Regions from separate parts of the Canis lupus genome. Here region 2 is linked to region 1. A link is a contact called in public Hi-C data. All regions are on one chromosome and are shown on one strand. Each heading gives the region's core, a stretch centred on a gene start, on an enhancer-like site or on the middle of the called end of the contact. The rest is flanking DNA. Distances are from core to core; before and after follow the strand shown. Region 1 overlaps MYRFL (myelin regulatory factor-like protein). Region 2 overlaps PTPRR (receptor-type tyrosine-protein phosphatase R).

The links. A called contact is a pair of places that touch in the nucleus more often than the background predicts.
Region 2: a contact with region 1 is called in a Hi-C map of skin fibroblasts, with 2.2 times the contacts expected there. The contact joins two enhancer-like sites. A contact is called at or near these places in 2 of 9 Hi-C or Micro-C datasets (amygdala and skin fibroblasts).

What each region holds. Positions count from the first base shown.
Region 1 is chr10:12,136,195-12,140,800 of UU_Cfam_GSD_1.0, forward strand. MYRFL (myelin regulatory factor-like protein) reads left to right here. Exons shown (of 22, transcript XM_038549569.1): 4 at 2,736-2,886. Among named protein-coding and RNA genes, the nearest start is that of MYRFL, 15 kb to the left of the region's middle. Within about 2 kb of position 1,402, at least 2 of the 20 cell types and tissues checked have an H3K27ac peak or open chromatin away from gene starts, as enhancers often do.
Region 2 is chr10:12,822,735-12,826,870 of UU_Cfam_GSD_1.0, forward strand. The region is part of intron 6 of PTPRR (receptor-type tyrosine-protein phosphatase R); the gene reads right to left. Among named protein-coding and RNA genes, the nearest start is that of PTPRB, 71 kb to the left of the region's middle. Within about 2 kb of position 2,162, at least 4 of the 20 cell types and tissues checked have an H3K27ac peak or open chromatin away from gene starts, as enhancers often do.

The DNA.
Region 1 (4,606 bases), core at 152-2,651:
AAACAAAAAGGTATCCTTACCTTGCAGAGTTGATGAGGAGCTATGCCAAGTGTGTGGGTGCGCTTGGGGACAGCGGTGGTGGAGACAGCACACGAGAGTAGTAGATGTTCTTATTAGTGTGAACAGTGATAGGTCCCAGCATTGGGCTCAGGCTTTTTTTTTTTTTTTTTTAAGATTTTATTTATTTATTGAGAGAGACACACAGAGAGAGAGAGACAGAGACAGAAGCAAGCTCCCTGTAAGGGGCCGGATGTGGGACTCGATCCGGATCCTGGGATCATGCCCCGAGCTGAAGGCAGATGCTTAACCACCGAGCCACCCAGGCTCAGGCTTTTGCCTTGAAGTTCAGTGTGGCCTGGGGCCCGGGGTCTCACCAGCGGACATCCAGCTCCTCCTGCGGGGAAGCCTGGCTGTGTCGGTCCCGTGGGAGCGGTGCCCCATCCCTTTGCTGCTGTAATGAGAAAAAGCAGGAAAGGCCCGATCCTTGACCTTGCTACCACGAGTGAGTGAGGAAGGGCCCCAGTTAGTGATTGTCACTCAGGCACTCGGTGTGAGTTATTCCACCTCCGACTGAGTTCTCACGAAGGCCAAGAGCAGAAGTATTGGCCAAGGCTTCTTAGAAACAGCCGAGGCACCTGAGCTGAAGCAAGGCCACGTGATGATGATGACAGGCCACTGGTAAGTCAAAGTGCCACCGTTTAGGCCCTTACTGGGGATAGACAGGCGCTGAGCATGGATGGACGTAACCCGTTGAATCCTTCAGCAGCCCCGGGAGGCTGTTACTCCCGTTTTGTAGATGAAGAACCTGAAGCCCAGAGACCTGAAACCATTTGCCTGGATTGTACATCTGGTGAGTGTGGAGTTGTGACTCAGGCCCAGGCCCGTCGGATTCCAGACTCCAAGCTCTTGAACTTCTTTTAGCCTCTTTTTCCGCTGGAGGACAGAGGAAGAAAAGATGGGAGGATAGTGTCTTCCTTTCTCGGGATTTTGTCTAAGCAGGAGAACCCTGGAAGGTGTTTGTGTGTGTGTATGTGTATGTGTGTGTGTGTTTTGAAAAGTTTTTAGGTCTGGTAACTTTTGGAGGAGTGACAGCCTGAAGAGAGGTCCTTGCGCTGCTGACCTTCTACAGTCCAAGCCAGGAAAACGGTTTTCATGATTTTGCAAAATCATTTCAAAATGGTTGTTTACAAAAACTGAAAAAAAAAAAAAGTTGTTTTCCTTAGGTGACATGTAATAGAGAGATACCCCCATAAGCCTATTTTCTATGACATTTGAGACCAAAGACAACCTGCAACAGCTGTGTTACTTATTCATTTGAGGAAGTCCTCAGTGCAAGTGTAAAGAAAGGAAGTTGGGAGGGCGAAAGCCAACCCAGCATTTACCAACCCGTGGGCTCAGGGCACGCTCCACAGGAACTCATGTCACACTTCTGTGTTGGTGCTTACAGCCTGCACCTGAGCTTACGAACACCCACTATTTCCCTCTCACTCCTGAAGTCAGGCATGAGTGATTGGAGGGGGATTAAAAGAGAAACAGAAAACATACCAATAGAATTTACACCAAGATTATCCAAGGGTGAATCACACGGTCTGGAGGCATACTCAAATTAAGACAATTTGCAAGGATTATGCAAAAATAGTAGCTTGCGCCTGTGAAATTGCTGTTATTTTAACATGTGAAAATAGCAATTTAGTATTGTCAATACTACATACTTTCGACCCTTTCTGTCACTTTATCTTGGCTTTAGCTTCTGGAAGCGCTTTCACTTGTACTATGATAGTCTCTCTGCTTGTATAACGTTGCAAGATGGGCAAGACATCTGCTTTAATTTCTGTTTTTGCTGTTGAGGGAAGTAAGACCCTAAGTGAATAAATAGCTCATCTAAGTTCAGAAAGCTAGTGCCACAAGGGACCTGTAACGGATTAGATGTAGTGGTTGCAATGAACAAAAACAAAGAAACAAAGGACAAAATCCCCAAAACCTCAAAGTGCCTTAAGCAAAAAACAAACAAAAAACAAAACTGGAGGATTCCTTGGCTCCTGTAACCCAAGAGTTTAGAATTGGATCCCAGAACTCCAATCACGACATCAGAACTGGGTGCCCTTCATTCTCAACCCTGCCTTCTGCTGTGTGGGCTACGGTCCCAGACAGGCTTTTCCTTCACATACCAAAATGGTGCCAGCAGCTCTTGGGGCTGTGATCTCATGGGTTTAAAGCTCATAGCAAAGAGTCAGCATCTTGGAACCCGTGTCCCCTGAAGGGCTGAGGTCCACTCTGCTTGGATTGGCTTGGGCCATGAGTCTACCTGACGCAGTTATCCATGCAAGTAGTGAATGCTGTACTTTAACTGGTCCAGCCTGGGCCCCCGTACCCTCCTCCGGCTGGGAGTGGACTCCACTGGAACCACGTTGACTGGAAGAGGGGAGATGCTGTGCAGGAAGTAGAGTAGATAGATACTGAGGGCAGAGTTTCCACCAAGTACTCATGATGGCATCATAGAGATCACTGACCCCAAACTGCTCTTGTTACAGATGAGGAAACAAGGCTAGCCACATGTCTCCTGCCTCCCAACACTTGTCACTTTCTACATGGTCACTCTTCCTCATACGCGGCCAGTTCATTTGCTCCATGCAACTGTCTGTGAGTCCAGGAAAAACAGCCTTGGAAGAAGGATCTAACACTGATTTCTTTTTTTTTTTTTTTTAAATTTTTTTTTAACACCGATTTCTTTGCAGTGACAAGTAGGAGTCACAGCAGTGAAGTGCAAGACTACGACAGTGAGGGGCTGAACGTGATGCCTGTGGACCAGTGTTCTCCTACTCTGAAGTGGCAGCCATACCAAAGTGTTCCTTGGCACAGTTTATTAAATGGTCATTATGAAAAACTGTAAGTGGTCCAGGACCCCCTGGTGGCGTACTGGAGAGTGAGGGAAGAAAGGCAGTGCTAACTCTCAAGACTAAATCCAAATATTTGGGCTTTGATGCCACCCCTGATCAAATAGAAGGGGGTCAATGAGAAAGTGTGTCTTACTCCTTATGTTTTGCAGTCCAGCTAATGAGTAGCTGGGGCATGGGCTTCTGGCTTTTTGGAATCCACATTATAATCCCAACTCATTATAATTTACCCACTAAATGATGGAGGGAGAGCAAATCTTTTTGAGATCATATACCCAGTTCAAACTAAAAGCTGGAAAATAGGGATTTCCCGAATCAGTAACATTTAAGCCTGCAGCTGATTTAAAATTCCACAGAATACTGTTTTGGGGGCCACGTTAAATTGCTAGCTGGTGACATCCCCCTCTCCCAATATCTATGTTGTGAATCAGTATGTCAAGCTCATTGTCAATATACACGACAACAACAACAACAACAACAAAAACATACACGACAACAATCCTAGCTGGTGGTGGCTTTGTATTTAGAGACTGAAATGAAACCGTACAAAATATCTTTAAACTATAAAAGTTTCATCGTGATCTTATGACATTATAGTTTCAAGAAATAAATGTGGACCTATGTTTTATTGCTCTTAAATATCCTCTGAACCTTCTCTTTATTCCTTAGGGTATAATTTACCTACGTAAATCTTCTAGAATTTTCAAGATTATAAATACCTTCTTGAAAAAACTGAAAAATGTTAATGGCTAAAGAATAGGACTTTCAAGTAATAAATATAATGTGAAATGAGAAACGTTGATCTATAAACTTGAGGGCCTTCCCTGGTATTTCCCAAATTCAAATATAGCTCCTTTAAGAGCAAAACTTATCACTAGGACTTTCATGTCAGAGGAACTCTTAGAAGGAAGAAATCATTTCCTTAAAACAAATTCTAAGGACTTAAACAGACTTTGGGGGTTGGTGTGTTGAATGGGAGGCAGAAAGGAGCAAATTGCTAATTGCATCATTGAAATGTCACAACTTTGTGTCTTTTCCACTGTGTCCAATTAGACGAAGAAAGGAAGGGTCCACTGGTCTTGGTTTTGAGTCTTGGCCTTCATTTGGTTATATTTTGGGGGAGTATTCCATGTGCTATCTTAAATATGACTACTGAGGTCATGAAACCCTTGATCAAGTTTTTGAGGCAACTTACCCTTCTTCTTACTTGGGTAGATTTTTTTTTTTTAAGTTTTGAATAGCCAATCTAAGCTCCACTGATCTGGAAAAAAAGGAGAACATGGATGGTATCAGCTCAAAGGTACAGAGGCAGATTTATCTTGAATGCTTAGACGTAATTCACTTCTCTTAAGTGCAAGAAAAAGACCATGTTAATCTACATTAGACTTCATGTTGTCTTGATTTCATTACTCATATCATTGAGACAGAAAATTGCTTGTCCCAGATTATTTTGTCTAATTTGTCACAAGAATATTGTTTCCTTAAATTACTTAAAAGCAATCCAGTTAGGGGATTGAACATTCATCAAAAACTTTGTCTTCTGAGTGATACTTAAAACCTGTTTTGAAAGAGCTTTTAAAAAGCCAGTTTAGTTGACTTGATGTATAACTTTTGATATCAAGAACAGAATTGCTATTTTTAGGTAAACAGATTTCTATAACCAGAGTTTGGTGTTTAAGATTCAGAATCATCTTCAACTGCATAAGTGTTGT
Region 2 (4,136 bases), core at 912-3,411, 690 kb after region 1:
TGCATGTGTTATATTAACAAGATCATCCAGAAAAACAGGCCTGCCATATGTCCCTGATAGAAGCTGCACTGCAGGCATTTACCCATTGTTATCCCTACTCCTCGGGACGCCCTGCGGAAGCACTTGCTTACGCGTGCTACTGCCAAATATCCCGAAGCTCTCAGCTTTGTAGGTTAGGGATGATGCTAAAGAACCAAAGGAACAGTTTGGGTTACAGTCAGAGTTGACGTCGCACATGGTCAAACTGCTGCCCAGGAAGAGACGCTCATTTATCCCAGCTAGCATCTCGCGGGGGCCACCTGCTGCTACTGTGAATAACAAGTGCAGCCATGGCCTTGGGGTGTCCTCCTTTCCACTGCACGGGCTCACAGGTGGAAAGAAGAGTGGCACACAGGGGACTGCTCCCGTCCATATAGACCATCATGCAAATCTAAAGAACTAAAATGAGGCGGAAATTGGGAGAATATTAAATGCCTTTTATAGGTTACATTTTCAATGCATTACAGGTTGGCTGCCAGATTGGATTTGGGGTCACTACTAGGTTTTTTTAAAGGGCCTTGGCCAATGCCAGGTCTCCCTGACGGCCTAACAATATTTATTTAATGTCTTGGGGTTTTCTGCTACAAGGATCTGCAAAATATGAGGATCCAAAACTCTGCAATCTTCTCCTAGCGATTTAATCTCAGTTCAGTTTCACAGACCTGGCCTCTCCTTTGGGATCAAACTCCCCCCCCCCCCCCCCCCCCCCGCACCAACCCCAGCTAATCCAGCGAGGGAAGAAATCTTTGGGAGGGTCGTCGGATGGGATGATACTGGAATCCGAAAGGAGTGCCAGCTCTCCACGAGCACACCGACCGACTCTTTGGTGATTCTACGCCCTGAGTTGACCCTTGTTCTAAATGTCTTCAAATCCTGGTGTGGGAAATACGGAGAAGGAACAAAGCAGCAGAGTCGGTTCTCAAAATAAAGGAGACACAGATGAATAAATGGTCCAACACTCTTCTGCCCTTTGGGAAGTTCATCCTGGTTATGGGCTCACCAGGGCTGCTTCCCGTCCCACCCACTTCTTTCCTGCTTTCTTACCACCACAACCCAGGGCACTTTTAGGTCTTGTGCCTAGGACTTGCAAATGCCTTGGGTGAGTAAGAATGCTTTTCCTGTGTAAGAACACAAGACATTTTAGGAACAGGAAAAGCCTATCCGGTCCAACATACCTGCCCTTTTTAGGTTTATCTTAATCTCACCTTCCTGTATTGTTACCTTCCTTCGTCTTCCTATACAGAAAAAAAAAAAAAAAAAAAAAGGCCAAAAAATCCCTCCACCACATTGCATTGCATTTCTCATGATCTTTGCTATCGCTAGGCCTGATAAAATCAGACCTACATCGTAGTCCCTCTGTCTTTAGAACCGATGACTTCTGGGAATAGTCAGCAAGCCTAGGAAGACAGTTGTACAATATTTCTCTTTATGGAGTCCTAAACTGAGTTTGAAAGAGGAGGCTCCAGAGAAGCTGGGCTTCGAGGGATGGGAAGGTCATCCAGCTTGAGTTTTTACGCTTCGATTTCAATTGAGTTGCCGGCTTTGTCCCACTCTGGGTTAGGACATTGGCTTCCAGAGTGCTCAGTGGTAAGGGGCATGTTTATGTGCAATGGGAACACAAGCTGGAAGCAAACACGCAGGTGGCTACCGAGGAATCACAAACAGCAGAGACCTGTTAAAAAGCTTAACATTCTCCGAGCCTTTCCTTGTCCCCGTCACACGCTTTGTATCTGGAATTCCCAATAAGCTGGGCTAAGCCCCTCACCCTTGTGAATCAGCTGAACTGTTCATTCAACAGATGTTTCATTACTTGAGAAAAAACACACACTTTGAGTGAAAAAAGCTCAAGGATGTGCCTTTCCCACAAAACCTTAGGAGGGACCCCCGGCAGCGTTTATATTTAGTGTCTGCAAGTCTCACGCCCTGGAGTTTTACTTTTTAACTGTGCAGGTCAACAAATCACTGAGAAGACACCCAAACTGTCTGCCAGATGTCGACCACTGATTAATTTGTCTTAAGTTCAGCCAAAAGGGAAGAAAATACGATGGGTGGGGCATGAATAGCAAGCACAATCAACATCTGACCAACCAGGGTTTCCTGTCACCATGGGAACAAAATTGATTGGCACTGGTTTCCTGTGTACAAGTCAAAAACCAGTAGCAACTGCAGTAACAAGAATCAACTACAGATAAGAGACGTGGAAATTAAATCAAGTCATGTCATCAAAACTTCAGCTTGGAACCCTGAGCAGAAAAGTCCCGAGATAACTTTGGAGGTCGCTTTTTTCCCTTACGACTATCTCATATTTGCAGCCTATTTACTTCGAATGTTGCCACGTGTGGCACGGGCCCTGAGGTCGTTAGGAAAGGACAGGAGAATTCACACTTAGGACGGGGCTTATGCGTCTTGCCCAAGACTCAGTATTTCCCATCCTTCAAGAGAGAACAGTTTTCGAATGCTCTGGAGAGGACTTCTGTTTCAGTTTTGACACTACCTTGGAGTCCAGCTCCAGAGGGCACCTTTCGCACAAGGACGGGCCCGGGGATGCACCCAGGTGACATGTCCCAGGTATAAGGCGTAACTGAAGCTTGCAAAATCTAAAATCACAGGAGACTTAAAAACCGAGCCAGAGTGGCAACATTTTCCTTTTTTTGGTTTGTTTTTACAGTTTCCCTGAAGCCCCTGGCTGCTCTGGCCGTGGGTGCTGAATGGCAGTCCCACCCCAGCGGCGCGTTGGCGAACACCAGCCCCCTGCCTTGAGCGTGGGTTCTCCAGGCTGATTTCTTGTTGCCTGATTCAGCAGTCACAGGGCCTTCGGGAGCATCGAGGCCCGTGGGGTTCCCAAATGGGGGGCAGCCACACACCGAGCAGTGTGGTCACTTGCCCTTTCTTTCTCAAGAGTTCGCGGAAACTCTAAAAAACGTTAAACGCGCCACATGTAGAGGTGGGGTCATGGCAAGTCGTTGAGGAATAACACAACAGGGGAGAAAAACATCTGCAGAACAGACGATCCTTTTTACCAGCAACTTATGGTTAAGAGTGGATTTTGGAGTCACACTGCCCAGGTTCCGCACCTTACGACTGTGAGATCTCGGGCAGGTGACTTGGCCTCCATGGACCTCAGTTTTTGCATCTGGAAGATGGGCGCACACTGAGCAGGCTTAGTTGGGGGATGATTGCGAGGATTCATGCAGATGATAAATCTAAAATACCCGGGACAAAATCGGGCCCCCGGTGGGAGCCACGTCCCCCCACCAGGCTTTACTCATAGCACAGTTGCCCCCATGCCCCGGCCACCGTGGGCCCAGCTGCTGCGAGTGCCCCAGCTCCTACAAGGTCATGGCCATGGCCACGGCTCCCCTGTGCCCCCCGCAGCCCCACTGCTCCCATCCTCTTAGGACCACGGTTGCTGTCTGTGCACACGGTTATTGCCTTGTCCTCAGCCACGCGTACTGTGTGGTAAGCCAGCAGGCCACGTGTGTGCATGAAAGTCTTCACTAAAAGTCGGTGGCGGTTGTCTCTGGGGGTCAGACTGGCTGCGAGAGAACTCCTGCGGTTTTGTTTGGGCTTAAATATGCTTTCAGAGTTTCTGCAAGAAGAACATGTTACACGTAGAGTTCATTAAAAATCGACAAAAATCTAAGGGCACTAGCGGCTCAGTTGGTTAAGTGACCCTCTCTTGATTTCGGCTTAGGTCATGGTCTCAAGGTTGTGGGATGGAGCTGCCCACCCGCCCGCCCCCCGTGGGGCTCAGGACGCACATGTCAGGGAGCCTGCTTACGATTCTCTCCCCCCCGCCCCCCTCCCTTCCCCTCCGTAAGAAAAAGAAATCGTCAAAAATTTGTAAGAGCTCGAGAAGCATCGAGGTCTCATATTTACCAACATTTGGTATTGCCTCATGGCCAACCCTCACCAAGAAAGGAAGGGTGTAGAAGGCCTCCCTTTGCAGTGCGCAGAAGGCAGCTTCTAGATCGCCCTCTTATAAAATGAGCATGAAGACATAAGGCCAGGAGACAGTTTATTTGCCCTCCTTGTACTAAGATCACAGACGGCATTTAGTCACTGACTTATTTCATTGTTATTTTTATCTCATGTCA